2 separate regions of the Hordeum vulgare genome follow, and region 1 is linked to region 2. A link is a contact called in public Hi-C data. All regions are on one chromosome and are shown on one strand. The core of a region is the stretch at or near the end of the contact, and the rest is flanking DNA. Distances in the headings are between cores, read along the strand shown. Region 1 has its middle 200 kb from the start of LOC123398120. Region 2 holds the start of LOC123398119 (zinc finger protein 2-like).

The links. Hi-C and Micro-C count contacts between places; a contact is called where the count stands out from the background.
Region 1: a Hi-C map of leaf shows a contact between it and region 2, with 5 times the contacts expected there. The contact joins the enhancer-like site here to the promoter of LOC123398119 in region 2. A contact is called at or near these places in 4 of 6 Hi-C or Micro-C datasets (leaf and seedling).

What each region holds. Positions count from the first base shown.
Region 1 is chr5H:437,889,651-437,893,087 of MorexV3_pseudomolecules_assembly, reverse strand. No RefSeq gene overlaps it. Among protein-coding and RNA genes, the nearest start is that of LOC123398120, 200 kb to the right of the region's middle. Within about 2 kb of position 1,642, at least 2 of the 3 cell types and tissues checked have open chromatin away from gene starts, as enhancers often do. A contact at or near this core is called in leaf, where this site is marked.
Region 2 is chr5H:437,681,005-437,684,064 of MorexV3_pseudomolecules_assembly, reverse strand. LOC123398119 (zinc finger protein 2-like) reads right to left here and starts at 1,625. Exons shown (of 2, transcript XM_045092624.1): 1 at 1,019-1,625; 2 at 264-395. The coding sequence starts at 1,410. The coding sequence ends at 1,036.

The sequences.
Region 1 (3,437 bases), core at 393-2,892, 210 kb before region 2:
AAGTCACATATGCAAGCAAGGAGGCAAAAAAATAATACATGGTCTACCAAACACGTCACAAGTGTTTTAAGTTCTCATGTGCAGCGTAAATGTTTTATCTTGGCCCGAAACTTGCCGGTTCACATGATGTAGCTATATATCTACACCAAATTAAGAGCATCTCCAGCGCTACCAAGCCGCGCGCTAAAAAAAATTTACAGCGTCAAAATAGCGTTTTACCGCGCCGGATGAACGAACATCTTCAACAGCCGCTCAAAAATATTAACGTGCGTACCATCTCCAGCAGACGCCCAAAATCATCCGCACCCAACTCGCCGCCGTGGCTGTGGCCGCGACCTGCTCCTCCCCGCCCCGCCATGGCCGCGACCTGCCCCGCCGCGCGCCGCCGCCGCGACCTGCCCCGCCGCGCGCCGCCATGAGCTGCCCCGCCGCGCGCCGCCGCGACCTGTTCCGCCGCCGCGGCCTGCTGGCCTTGGCCGTGGCCGGCTGGCGTGCGCATGCGAGGTGGCTGGCTGGCGTGCGCATGCGAGGTGGCCGGCAGCGGGCGCATGCGAGGAGCTTCAGCGCGCACGAGCTCGCGCACGAAATATACTGCGTCTCGTTCAGTTTTCCCCAGCGCGCTGAATATTTTTTAGGGCGTGCTCTATTATACAGCATCTGTTGGAGTGCTATTTTTAACTCCGCGCGCACAAAACTTGTGATTTTTTGGGCGCGGCGCTAATATTGGGCGTCTGTTGGAGATGCTCTAAGAAGAGACAATATGGTTCCGGTCTCTTGGATGCTCTATCCGTATTCACATGTATGTTAACACGCTAGAAATGCTACAAAATTCTTCACACAAAAAGGGCTACAAACAGATATCTTTATCCATATTCATGTAATGGGTGGAGGTCGTATTTAGCAGTTTGAGGGTACTTTCGCATTTATGCGCAGCGAGATTGTGTGGCCACCATTTATTTGAGGACTTTAAATGGTTGATGTACACCTACATACATTCACTTCTGTGTAACAATCTCAATTTATTAAGTCAAATCAAGTAGTTGATATACACCTACATACATTCACTTCTATGAATGGTTGTATGCATGGCAGTAACACAAAGGTTGTTCCCTTAAAAAAATCCCTCCTTTTCTCTTTCTTCAAACTAAAAAAATGAATGTTATTTCTAAGAGAAAATCGACTTAACCCTTTTTGTACTTGCTTTGAGCGAAACAAACTCGAGTGAGTAATAGGTACAATGCTACAATTTTGCATGTTTAAAATTCGAGCTGGATAATGATCATGATAAACAAGAACGTGTGCAAGGAGGAGATCAAGTGGTTTCAGAAAATTGACATAGAATATTTAGCTATAAGAAATATTTGAGGTTGTTACATATGTAAGCACGTGTTTCTTGCAAGCCCCAGTTTAACGTCTCTTGTGGTACTCAGCAAGCAAATCTACAGCATAGTTGATAGCTATGGATGATGGCTACTAGGGATCTTTTTGGTTTCGAGTGGTCATATTTAATTATCAAGGGCTTATCCTTCTCTCTTGCAATCCTTTTTTCGATGTTACTTTCCAGTGGTGGGGTCCCGTGTGGATAGCTCCACCTGTAAATGCATGCGGTTGGTTCGGGTTGAAAGGGACAAGGCTGTCAGCTCTAACGGGCGAAAGCGAGAGAACTTCAAAAGGTGGTACCGGCCGGTGCATGTGTCTGCAAAGATAAGACCAAATATATGACGCGTTCCAAATCTGAATCCCATATTTTTGCAATCTTAAGTAAAAGCTAGGACTAAATATTATCTCTGGAAGTCACCATGCTTGCTTTAGCTTACGAGGGATTTGAATTTAAACAATATCTACACGAAAACATGCAAATTGGACTCCATGGTGCACGGAAATATTTATGAATGGAATTCCACCTAGTTTACATCATCCATTTCTTCTATCTCACATCTGAATACTCATTTGTTGACAAATCAAGCCAGTTTTATTATTTTCAACAGAAAAACATCCTATCCACGGGATCTGAAATGAATATATGTGATGAACATTGGTACTCCCTCCATTACAGTATATTGGACGTATCTTCAAAATGACAATTTTTCATAACTAGAAGGAAATAAGGCGCATGACATTAATTAGCTATTAATTGGGGTGTTTTGGAGATCGTCTCCACCAATCCATGCGAAGAAGTCGCTCGTTTAGTGGACGGGGTTTACTAATGCGTCACTTTTATGATTAATTAGGCGTTTCTACAGGTCATCGGCTCGGTTTTTCCTACCAATAGAAAAACATCTAGATCCTAGAGCCCTGTGAGATACGTCCAATATACTGTGATGAAGGAAGTACTGCCTTCTGCTCCACTTTGTATCCTGAAGTTCAGCCTCGCTATGTGTTGCAGAATTAAGCAAGGTTAATTCTTAGTTAATTCTTAGTACTTTCTCCGTCTCAAAATAAATGATTTAGCTTTATACTAGCTCTAATACAAACTTATACTAAGTTTGAGACACTTATGTTGGAACGAGGGAGTACATAATAACATGGTGGTCCAAACTTTATGTATATTGAATGGGAAATACACAAATATGGATTCTTTCATAGTATGTAACCGAACATAGGACACAAGCATGCTACTAGTAGCATCCTGGAAATCCGTCGAATCTTGATCTTAATTTGCCCCGCTTGTCTAGTTCCCTTAATCTTAGCTGCCATATGCAATGCCCACAAAATGGTCCCTGGCTATACTTCGCTATCCAAGTGTGTTGTCGTTTTAAGCCAGGTTAATGCTTAATTTTAATACCATATGTAGGAACATGGTGGAACAAACTTTATCTATGTCCAACGGGAAAACACGTGACTATCGATCCGATCTTAGTTTGAACATATGATACATGGACGAAAATCCGTTGGAATCTTATCTTTATTTCCCACGCTTGTCTTATTTTGTCCATCGTAGCCGACATATGTAATGGCCATAAAATGGTTCACGGCTATAGGTCGCTTTCACTATGTGTTGTCGAATAAACCTAGGCTAGATATTTATAACTGGGTAGATACAAGATATGTTCCTACGAAAACAATGTGCATGCACACATATAATTTGTAGGATTTTCTAATTTTACATTAACTATTTCTTACAATAACCCTGTTCACAAACTCTGCTCCACGTATTGGTGTACATTCAACCATTTAAAACAACCGAACAGGTGAGTTTGTTGGTTCGGTACATTGGTCGATCAGTTGGTTCATCGTTTCACTGTATGCTTCTTTTGGCCTAAAAACTATTCTTTTGTACTAATATGATACATTTTCCTCCATGTGACAACAAGTTGGCTATGTTAAGTATCGTGATTAGTTAGAAACAAAAGATAGACTAGAAATTATTCTCGCATATCTTGTATTCCAAGTTAATCATGTACTCCTATATATATATATATGCCCACAAGGCTCAA
Region 2 (3,060 bases), core at 376-2,875:
AGCCTTTCAAGTCTGATTGTTTTGTGCTTGTCTCTACAGCACTTATGTTCAGGCTAACTGTAAAGAAGTCATGGAGAGTGTATACTCTTTAGTGCCTGTGAGGGTGTGCTATCAATTTCATAGATGTGGATGCAACAAGATATGTATGTTCAATTTATTTATTGAAAGTATAGTAAGCCAAATAAACAAGTATTAAAAATTGGCTAAACAAAACTGATTACCATAATACAGTAATCATTTGATTATGATATATATTTATCCGCAACCAGAAGAGATGGATGTTTCGATGTGGACATCAACATACAGAAGAATTGGCTTTTCAAAAAAGACATACAGAAGAATTTATTGGGATTTTATTCCAAGCTGCCTTTTCCTCTTCCACAAGCTTTTCCCTTCTGCAACATCAGCACAACCACCTGTTAACCTCCCCATCACTTCAAATTATTACAGTTATTCAGTTGGTATCACTATCCCAATAACGACAGAGGAAGGTAATAAGTCACGTGTTTTATGCACGGTACAGAACAAGCAGCAGCAGCGACAGGGGGATCCTATCCTATTGGAAGGCCGACTGGACCACACACCTACAGAGAACCACCCACAGATTTGCTTTACAAGAATTATTGATGAGCCTTAGCTATCTGTAGGCTATGATGCTACGCCTGCAGCTGCTTCGCTGCATGGCTTGTACTGCATGTGTCCATGTCTCGCCTAGTAATATGCTATTTTCATCCTTGTAACAATTAGGCAGTAACTTTGTAACATACCGCATGCGGCCATTCTGCAGCAGTGCATCTCATCATAAATATTTGCCTTGCTCATGAGTACGTAGGAGTATATAGTAAATAGTAAATACTACTAAACCGTGACCCAGAAACAAAAAAAGCTAGCAAAAGAACACAAGGAAGAAGAAGCTCTATGCAAGGTTTAATTCTCGACACAAAATGAGAAAGACATCACACGAACTGAAGTAGGAATTAATAAGGCGAATCGACAATAAGTTTGCAGTGACAAGAACCTCTCGATCCAGTAATATCAGAGCTTGAGAGACAGATCGATCTCCTCGGTGATGAGGTCCCGGCGAGCTGTCTCCGGCGACGACGCCCTCCTGTGCGAAGAGCTCCCCGCGGCATTGCTGGTCGGGTCCTTCCCTCTCCTGCTGGCCTCCTCGCCAGCGCCGACCAGGCCCGCGTGGCCGTGGCGGCGCGCGGCGGCCAGCTCCCGCGTGCGTTTGGCGACGCTGCGCTCGAACTTGTGGGCGTTCTGGTGGCCGCCCAGCGCTTGGGAGGAGTAGAACTTCTTGTCGCAGTAGGTGCAGGTGAAGTAGCCAAGCGGCTCCGGTGACGATGCCCGATGCAGGGAGAGGTTGAGGTCGATGTCGCCCTCTCCCTCGCCGCCGTTGAACTCCATACGGCGACCGGCCGGCGGACGGTAAAGGCGCAAAGGTGGTGCAAACTAACTAGCTAGCTAGTTAGTTTGTGTACTCTGGTTGTCTGGGATAATTGATGTGTACAGCGGTGCCCCCAATTTGCCCACAACACAACCCTAGAAGGGAGTAGAGAGCAGGAGAGGAACTAGGTGTTCGAGAGTAGTATTGTACGCTTGTTCCAAGGAACACACGTACTGTGCAGGATCTATCAGGGTGAGAAAGAGGAAAACGATGAAAGGGACAAGAGATTTCATGTACCGACGGATCTGCCAGTAAACGGATAGGATTGCACGCCAGCAGATTGGGGTACTGCTGTCCGCTGGATATTGGACCGAAAGCTGTGGACCTATGACAGAGAAAGAACTGTTCACTGACTGGTCTGACCGTCACCATTTGCCCCGGAGCTCGCTCAAGTATCCGCAATATTCACGTGAGAGTTTTACCGCCACAAATCAATCAAATGGTTAGAAAGATTGCAAAAAAAAAGGTTGTTAATGTAAGAAATAAAACATTGAAAGCTTTTTTCCTCCTCCACAAGAGAAGACCTTAGGCATTCCTTCTCCTCCCATCGGCGACGCCACTGATCTGTACCATCTCTGATGGCCTTTGGGCCATGAAAGTGCGGAGGACGTCCTTATCCCATTAGCATGAGGGACTCCATTCTCGTCCTTGTTAGGTTCACAATTCAATTGGAACTTTGTGATGACGGCAATGTCCTTTGGTAGGCATAATGTCTCACATCTTCTATCTTCGTCTCGATGTTGCGCCTAGCATGGTCCAAGGACGAGTGGACTTCTGTCTCCGTCGGATCTCGTGGGATTTAGTCGGTGCTGGTCTTCGATGGGTCTATTTGGATCATGTCTTTTCTTAGGTGCATACAGGTTCGATCCTTCTAATCTACGATTTATTTCCCCGAGAATGGTTGTTCCTCTGGTCCACTAGCTCTATGGGGTTTTAGCACGACGACTTATCAATTGTCTATTATAATAAGGTTTGCCTGGGTCCAGTCAAGAGGTCAAGCGATGATGGCGGTGTGGCTTCCGCTCGCCTCACTGCGTGTAACCTCGCTAAATAGTGTTTTTTAACTACCATGCTTGATTTGAATAGGCCAGAAGTTTCTGCATATAAAGAGAAATAATGTTGAGGGTTTGTTTCAAAGAGAGTGGTTTTTGTGCACCCAAGCACATTGCACCCCCGTTCAAAAAACAAATGAAACTTGATGGATGTGATTATGACCAAATATTTTAGGTGCTTGCAAAATTTGGTGGCGAAATAACATCCAAGGAAATTTGTATAAAGAAACAATTTTTTTCTCAAAACATGTGAATAATATCATAGGCGCAGAGCATCATTTGTATTTCGTTCTGTATGGAGATCATTTGATGTTTTTGGTGACCAAACTTTGTAGGCTCCTAAAACATTTGCTCAATATCCCATCCACCAAGTTTCAGAATTTTTTATTTGTTTTCAATTTATTTTTTGAATTTACTGTTCACTATGTGGGTGCGTCGGAGGTGGGTGCAGCCACTACTTTCCCTTGTTTCTAATAAGTCTTGTCATCGCCGGTCTAACCATTGATAGCTAAGCATCCCTCTATTTTATTTCTTTTTCTTGGATGTTGGATACACAAT